Regions from separate parts of the Rattus norvegicus genome. Here region 2 is linked to region 1. The links are chromatin contacts, called in public Hi-C maps. All regions are on one chromosome and are shown on one strand. Each heading gives the region's core, a stretch centred on a gene start, on an enhancer-like site or on the middle of the called end of the contact. The rest is flanking DNA. Distances are from core to core; before and after follow the strand shown. Region 1 overlaps Prkrip1 (PRKR interacting protein 1). Region 2 holds the start of Alkbh4 (alkB homolog 4, lysine demethylase).

Region 1 (4,244 bases), core at 753-3,252:
TCCTCCCTTGTGAATTTTGTCTCAGTGACATGATTTACAGGGAACTTCAAAGCTCCCATTAGATTCTAATATCTGCTTCCCATTTCTTTGCTGCAGTTTCTACCTTCCCATCCATTTTAAAAATATTTTTTGTTTCTGTTATGTTACTTTTGAGACGGGGTCTGTCTGTGTAGCCCTCCCTGGCTTTCCTGGAATCATTCTACCGCAGGCTGGCTTGGCGCTCACAGAGATCCGTCTGTGTGCTCAGATTATAGCAGCCTCACCATGCCTGACTACTTTCATTTCAAGACTTGGCTACTCTTACAGTCTTAAAATTTTTAAGCCAGATAGATGCTGTCTCCCTTTGCTTTCTGTAACGGTGATAAAACAGCATGCCCAAACAACTTGGGTTTTTCAGCCCACAGTTGTACACTAGCATGAAGGGCCCAGAGTTGGAGCTCAAGCAGGGAACCAATGTGGAGGTCCCAGAGGCGGCTTCTTGCTGACTTGCTTTCCATGCTCGCTTGGCTTGCTTTCTTACACCCAGGACTGTGTAGAAAGACTGCCACCCAAGTAAGGTCTGCCCTTCCAGATCCCACAGGCAAGTCTGATGGAGGCGTCTTCACAGGTGACCCTGACGTATGTCATGAAAAAACCACCAATCACAGCTGCTTAGTTCCCTTGCCTTGTGTGTCTCGGCCTTGGCCCCTGGTGTGTCAGCCTTGGGCCCTCCTCTCCCCAGGCCTTGCCTTGTTCAGTTGAGCTTTCTGGGTCTTCAGAAGCCGGGTTATTTTTCAGTGTATCCTGCACACTAGGTTTTCTGAATGACATCTCTCGAGGCTATGGTCTTGTTTCTATTTCTAGTGGGTCATTAACTTGGCTGTGTTCAGTGAACAGGTTCTGGCCTTCCTGTGTGTTGTGGTTCTGCCTCCAAGTCACCCAGAGTATTTGTCGCGCTCTCCAGGTATGACTCGAGTGCCACCTGGTGACCAATCTAGGTTAGTTCTTTTGAGTGCAGTGACGAGGATGAGGCACACCTCAGGGTTACAGCTGCACCTATGTCACGGAGCATGCATACTAACGTCTGTCCTTCTGGCAGAGCTGTGCAGTGGCAGGAACATAAGAGGTTCATTGTTGTTGCTCTGACCCCAGTGGGCGTTGAACATGCAGCACAGGACTCCTTCGTTGTCTGTTCATTCTGGTATGGGTGTTTTCACTCACACATGAAAGTCAGGGCACAGCGTTCAGGAGTTGGTTCGTGCCTTCCACCTTTTATACTCCTTCGGCCTCTGCACTGCATCAGGGCTGCTTGAAACAGGTTGGAGGCTAGGTATGCCTCAAGGCCAGCATGGACTACTGTGAGACCCTGTTAAAATAGAAGCCGAAGAGGGGAACCCCACTTGTGTTCCAGCTGTCTGAGCACCCCATTAATCCCAGCACTGGGGAGGCAGAGGCAGGCAGGTCTAAGTTCAGGCCAGCCTGCTCTACAGAGCAAGTTCCAGGATAGCCGGGGCTACATAGAGAAACCCTGTCTTGGGGGAAAAAACCCTTGCTTCAAATGTTTGGCCTGGGGATGTAGCTCAGTTGTAGAGTGCTTACCTAACGTACAAGGAGCCTGGCTTCCATCCCCAGCACTGCATAAAAACTGGTCCCTGGTCATGGGTATCTCTGGTCTCAGCACTCAGGAAGCAAGAGGGTGAGAAGTTTAAGGTTATCCTCTGAACTGCATTGAATAAATGGCGTCATTGGCACCAAGCATGGACCACCTGTGCATATCAAGAAATGCCTCGTTGTGTGCACTCTTTATTGGTGAACAGAGTGGAAATGAGTCCACAGATCTTCCGCAGTGGCTTACTTGCCTGTCTTCCCACCTTTCTGATTATGTCCTTATTTTTATTTTGTGAGAGAGTAAGATTTTCTAGTTGCCTGGTTGAAGTGAATAGAAGTTAATGTAGTGCTGCCCGAGTGTACCACAAGGTGGCCTCAGCACACCACAGAACTCCTGCTGGGTTGGCAGTCACCCCTCTGAAGCTCTCTGATTCTTCTTAAAAAGGGGTTGGGAGCAGGGCAGGAAGGGCAGCTGTGCTCTGTAGTAACTCAGCACCCTGCAGTGTGGAACACGTGTTTGAATGACAGCACCTGGTTGGCAATGAGCATCCCAGTGATGTGTCTGAACCACAGTTTCACTTCGCTAACACAGCTGCCTCCCAAGGGACTCTGGGGTGATTTAAAGGCTCTCTGTCACTGGACACAACTAGAGCTCTGCAGACTCAGTGCTGGCTATGCCTTGGGCTCGGGTTCTCTTTGTCAGGAGGGCTCAGCCGCTGCTGCCTAGTACATCAGAAGCAGCCATCTCCTCTGACTATTGCGTTAAAGGTGTCTCCTGGCACTGCCAGATGTCCCCTAATCAATAGGACATAGGATTCCCTTTGAGTTAGATATGTTCCCTAGAGGCAGTCTGTCTGGGTGGCTCCTAGTGTGTGCTTTAGGCCAACGTTCAGAGCCACAGGCTTAAGTGTAGTGAACTGGAAAGTCATGTTCTTTGTCCTCTGATCACAAAGCCATTGTCTTCCCAGTTTGCGAATCTTAGAAGACGTTGAAGAGGTGTGCAGAATGGTAGTCACCTGTAACCCTTACTAAGAACAACAGCTAACGATTGCTGGGTTTTGCTTTCAGTTTCTCACGCATGTGCCCTGTTTTCGTTGGCACAGAACTGTTGAATTCACTGCCGAGCTTGTACCACAGGCTGTTTCCCGTGACCTTGCAGCAGTTCCACAGTACTAGGGGGCTTTTGTTTTGCTCTGCTTTGGGGCAGAGGGTATTTTGTTTTGTTTGTTGCTTGTCCATTCAAGCTGGGCAAAAACAAAAACCCTGTCATCTTCAGTTGCACTCAACTGGTATGTCTGTAGGTTGAGTAAAGTTTCCCAATGGGCCCCACTGGCTCAGCAGGTAAGGGTGCTCACCCACAAGCCTGTGGACCGAAGTTCAATCCTCAGGCCCCCACGGAAGAAGGAAAGGACCCCCTCAGTTTGCTCTCTGACCCCTACACATGTATCATAACATACATGCCTACACAAACACAAAAATAAATAAATATTATATATATAATAAATCTTTGAGTCCTGGATTTAAAGTGTGAACTAAACTGTGTGAACTAAATAGTAGAGAGTATTGAAAGGTGGGGCTGGTGAGACAGATGACTCGGTGGGTAAATGACTTGCCACCAAGCCTGAGGACCAAGTTCAGTACCCAGGACCCACAGAGTAGGAGAGAACTGACTCCTGGTTTCCACGTGTGCTTTGGCACACACACATGCACAGTAGAGAAATCAATATTTAAAAAGTTGTGGAAGGAAATAATTAAAAAGTAAATATCAGAGCAAGTTTGGTACTGTGATTCCAGCACTGGGGACTTGCCCGGAGTTTGAGGAGAGTATAGACTGTTAGTAGATCTTGTCTCAAATCCCCAATGCCAAAACACCCTCCTCCAAAAAGATTACCATTCCTTCCTAATGTTTTGGGGGAGTATTTTGTTTTAGACCGGTCGTCTGTGCTGATTTGAATGAGAATGGCTCACAGAGGCTCATGTGTTTGAATGCTTGGCCATCAGTTAGTTAGGTATGACCTTTCTGGGTAGTCAGTGTGTCCATCTCAGAAGAGGAGGATTTGTTGTTGGGCGCGCGCTGAGAAGCTGGAGCTAGGCCCAGGCCGTCTGTCTCTCTGCCTGAAGCTCAGGACGCAGATGCTCAGCTGCTGTCAGCACCCCCTGTCTGCGTGCCAGCCTGCTCCCTGCCATGGTGATCGTGGACTGCGCCCCAGAAACTAAGCAAGCCTCCATTTAGATGCTTTCCTTTGTAAGAGTTGACTTGGTCATGGTCTCTCCACAGCAGTAGAACCCTGACTGAGATTGGGTCTTTGTTCGTAGCCCTGACCGGCCTTGAACTCACAGTGGTCTGCCTGCCCCTGGCTCCTAGCACTGGGATTTGTTGTTTGTCTTGTTTGTTTTTTCAGACAGGGTTTCTCTGTATAATCCTGTCTGTCCTGGACCAGAATGGCCTTGAACCTGTTCTGCTTCTCAAGAGCTGGGATTAAAGGCATATAGCGCTGCCACCTGGCCAGATTTTTTTTTAATTAATTAATTTATTTATTTATTTTAAGTTTAAGGCCGATTTCAAATTTACTGTGTAGATAAGGATGGCTTTGAACTTGTGATCCTCTTCCCTCCACCTCCCAAGTGGTAGGATTACAGCTGTGTGCTTCCGGGCT
Region 2 (3,971 bases), core at 288-2,787, 47 kb after region 1:
CGGCATGGCTATCTTTGCACTCCCACAGGCCAGTTCACCAGCTGATATAATAAACACTTGGGTGTTTGGTCACTCTGAATGCTGCTACGATCCAGACGTGGTGACATGTTTGCAATCTTAGCATATGGGTAGGGGGCGGTTCTTGGGCCTCCAACTAAAGAAAACAACTACAACAAAAAACTTTCTTTTGCATATAGACCCAGGAACATACCGGATCATGTGCCCAGTCTACTGGTGAGGCACCTCACATCATTTTCCACAAGATGTTGGGCATTTTAGTGCCAACAGAGAGACGCCCCACTGGCTTCCCAGCTTCCCCCACCATGTGTCCTTCTTTCTTTTTTTTTCTTCCAGAGCTGGGGACCGAACCCAGGGCCTAGCAAGTGCTCTACCACTGAGCTAAATCCCCAACCCCACCATGCGTCCTTCTAATACCTGTGCAGCAAATGCACCAGGCCTTCTGTGCTCAGGCCCCTTTGATCTCTTAAGTGTCACCTCTCAGTCACGCACAGCCCCTATCCCAGGCCTCTACTCAAGCATTCCCCTGGCTATGCACCCCAGCAACTTGCTACAGGGCTGCCAGAGCCATTCAAATGGTTACTTTTTATTCATTCATTGCCCATTTCCGTGGAAGGTGTTAGCCAAGGTCAACAGAGGGCTAAAAGGAAAACATTTTAACATCCTTCCCGGCCTACCCATCTCCTGACCCTATTACTACCTTGTAAGACAGATTTGTTTTTGTTTTTCAAGACCGGCTTTCCTGGAACTCCCTATGTAGATCAGGCAGGCCTGGAACTCACAGAGATCCGCCTGCCTCTGGATGCATCACCACTAGCCGGCTGTAAAGCTGATTCTTATAGGTTTGTTTTCCCCCGAAAAAAAATTTCCCCCAAACCAAAGTCTGTGCTGTCTTAAGTCGCTCACTCCCTGCCTGTCTTTCTTCTCTGGCTTTCATCAGAATTTCCAATACAAACAGCCAATCCCTACCATTTCCATGCGGACTCCTTTGTGCTCCCGAAGCACAAAGACTTCCAGGTATTAACTCCAAGTTATTTGCTACTGCCCCCCAGCAAAGTCATAGAGGTGATGTGTTACGGCTGCTTCCCTACTTCCAAGGCAACTCTTAAACCTGCTGTGTGGCTGAGGTTGGCTTCAACTTCTGACTTTCCTGCCTCTCGGCCTTTCAAATGCAGGGATCTCGTCGTGCATCAGCATTTCCCCGCCCTTCCCTCCATCAGTTGATGACACTTGGGAAGCCTCCACCTTTTGGGTTTTGTGAATATTGAACATAATAAGCGCTTCAACCAACTCCTTTACCGCGAGGTTTTGATCCCTTGGCCTCAGTTTCCCATTAAGATGAATAGATTTCCTGGGTATGACTTTTCCCAGTTCGTACCTGAAGGGAGATCTGCCAGGGCGGGTCCCTCTGGAGTCGTCTCTCGCAGATGAGACAGGTCCGGATACCTTTACAGCCGCACTCCTGCAAATGAGAAACTTCAGCCGCTACAGCCGCCATTGCACCCTCGGAGCAGCTAGGGCGCAGGCGCAAGGCACCGGGGCCTCTGGGAGTTGTAGTCCTCGCACGCAGAAGCAGGGGTTAGGGAGTACGGCTGGCGTTCTGCTTCCTTCCGGTCCCCTGGACTCTCAAAGGGTTTGTTGTGCGCCACCTCCTGGGCTCCCCAGCATCCGGCCTTAGTGACCAGACTTCGTGGAGGCGTGGGTTCGGTTGAGCCCTCGACCACCCATGGCTCCTCTCACGCCGCAGCTGCTCCTGCAACGTGGGCGACCCAAGACCGACAGGCTGGGGAAGATTCAGAGTCTGAAGTAAGAGCAGACGGGGTTGAAGCGGATCGGAGGCGTGGAGTTCTTTCCCGCCCCGGTGGTTTAGTGGGCGGAATGCAAGACTCAGACTCCTCTCTCCCCTCCTTCTGTCCCGGTTATTCTGTTATCTGGGGTTCGGGCCCTAGTCGAATCTCTATCTCGCGCCTAACGGAGATGCGGGAGATTAGCAGCCACATCCCGGCGTCCAGTGAACCTGGAGCGAACGCCTTTAGCCTTGCGTAGAGTGGAAAGATTGTTGAGCTGTTGAAGAATCCTGCTCGGAAGGGGCCAGCAGGACCGAGTAAAAGCAATCAAGGAACTTGGAAACCTCGGGTTCTAAAGTCGTTATGTGATCTGGTATTCGACGGCCGGGCGCAAGACTAACGTCATGCGTTGGCAGCTAGCCTGGGCTGTGGTATGAGACCCTGTCTCAAAAGGAAAAAAAAAAAAAAACTCTTCTTTTTAAAATTTCGAGACAGGATTTGTCTGTGTAAAAGCCCTGGTTGTCCTGAAACTGGCTTTGAAGACCAGGCTGGCCTCGAACTCACAGCGATTCCCCTGCCTCTGCCTCTTAAGTGCTGGGATTAAAGGCTTGTACCACCATGCCCAGCAATAAAGGATTCTTTAAGGGAGGGAAGGCGGGCCACAGAAATGATCCAGCAAGTAAAGGTGCCTGTCACCAAGCCTGAGTTCAGTCCCTTGGACCCAGACAGTGGAAAGAGAGAACCCCACTGGAAACCTGACCTACTTACTCACACTTTAGACTGTGCCCATTCACACACACACACACACACACACACACACACACACACACACACACAGAGAGAGAGAGAGAGAGAGAGACACAGACACTCTATAGTAAATAGAAACGTAATTTAGAAAGCGAGAAGGCTAGAATTGTTAGCACAGTTCAGTGGTACATTGCTTACTAGACATGCACAAAGCCTGAGTGTCCAAAGGGTTCCATCCCTACCAACGCCTGAACGGCTCCCAAGGGGTGGCACATGCCTGTCCTTCTAGCACGTGGGTAGAGGCAGGAGACTAAGTTCAAGGCTTTCCTGGACTACACAATGAACGTTTTGAGGCCAGCCTAGTCTACATAGTTCAGGATAGCCAAGTCTGAAAAAAATAAATAAATAAGCCCATACTTGCACAAGAACTTTCTTGGTGGAAATTCCTCTGGGACAGAAGGGGTGATGATCAGTGGGAGGGTCTGGCCCTCCCCCTGAGCTCTCTCGATCTCTGCTCTCATCCCAGTCTGTCAGGGCTGGAGCTGCTCTCAGAACACTTGGATCCCAATCTCCTGGGACGCCTGAAGAAGCTGAAGGAACTTGACCTCTCTAACAACTTGCTGGAAACATTGCCTGCTAACCTAGGCCTGTCCCATCTGCGAATCCTTCGCTGTACCAACAACCAGCTAGGGGACGTCACCACCTTGCACCAGTTCCCGGAACTTGAGGAGCTCAGTCTGGAAGGCAACCCTTTCCTGACGGTGAGAGGAGGGAGGGTTCTATCAGCAGGATGCTTAGGACCAGGATTCTGTGAGGCAGACACAGACTTCACTCTTTCTTTTATTTGGTTTCGAGACAGGGTCTCATGTAGCACAAGCTGGTTTCAAATTAACTGTGGATCCATGAATAGCCTGGAGCTCCTGATCCTCCTGCCTCCTGAGTTTTGACCATGTTCCACCAAGGCACGGTTTATGCAATGCTAGGAATCAGACTTGGGGCCTCGCGCTTGCTAGGCAAAGCAGTCTGAGCAACATGCCCACCCCATTTGGGTTTTTGTTGTTTTGTTTGTTTGAGGCAAAGAATCTTGCTTTGTAACCTAGACCAGCATCAAACTTCCGAACGTTGAGATTAATGGCATTGGTCATTACTCCTGGCTTTCCCTTCTCTCCTTCTGTTAGGTCAGTGACAACCTCAAAGTCTCCTTTCTCCTGCCCAAGCTGCGTAAGGTCAATGGCAAGGACACGGCCTCCACCTGCTCACAGGTAGAGAGCCTAGATCGGGAGCTGACCAACAGGGTAAGGATGATGAGGTGGGGGTAGGGTCCTTGGTCATATCAGTTGGGTATTGAGGGGGACAGAAGTAGATTTTTGGAGGTGTGTGACAGAGATCCTGGCCCAGACAGCCTCAAGTCTGAAGTGT

What was found. A called contact is a pair of places that touch in the nucleus more often than the background predicts.
Region 2: a Hi-C map of Schwann cells shows a contact between it and region 1, with 8 times the contacts expected there. The contact joins the promoter of Alkbh4 here to the enhancer-like site in region 1. A contact is called at or near these places in 7 of 12 Hi-C or Micro-C datasets (the A7r5 cell line, Schwann cells, frontal cortex and 4 more).

What each region holds. Positions count from the first base shown.
Region 1 is chr12:26,117,664-26,121,907 of GRCr8, forward strand. All of the region lies in intron 5 of Prkrip1 (PRKR interacting protein 1), which reads left to right. Among named protein-coding and RNA genes, the nearest start is that of Prkrip1, 12 kb to the left of the region's middle. Within about 2 kb of position 2,003, at least 6 of the 93 cell types and tissues checked have an H3K27ac peak or open chromatin away from gene starts, as enhancers often do.
Region 2 is chr12:26,165,023-26,168,993 of GRCr8, forward strand. It overlaps Alkbh4 (alkB homolog 4, lysine demethylase), which reads right to left and starts at 1,538. Exons shown (of 3, transcript NM_001105920.1): 1 at 1,397-1,538. The coding sequence starts at 1,516. It overlaps Lrwd1 (leucine-rich repeats and WD repeat domain containing 1), which reads left to right and starts at 1,626. Exons shown (of 15, transcript NM_001013981.2): 1 at 1,626-1,824; 2 at 3,079-3,313; 3 at 3,731-3,847. The coding sequence starts at 1,745.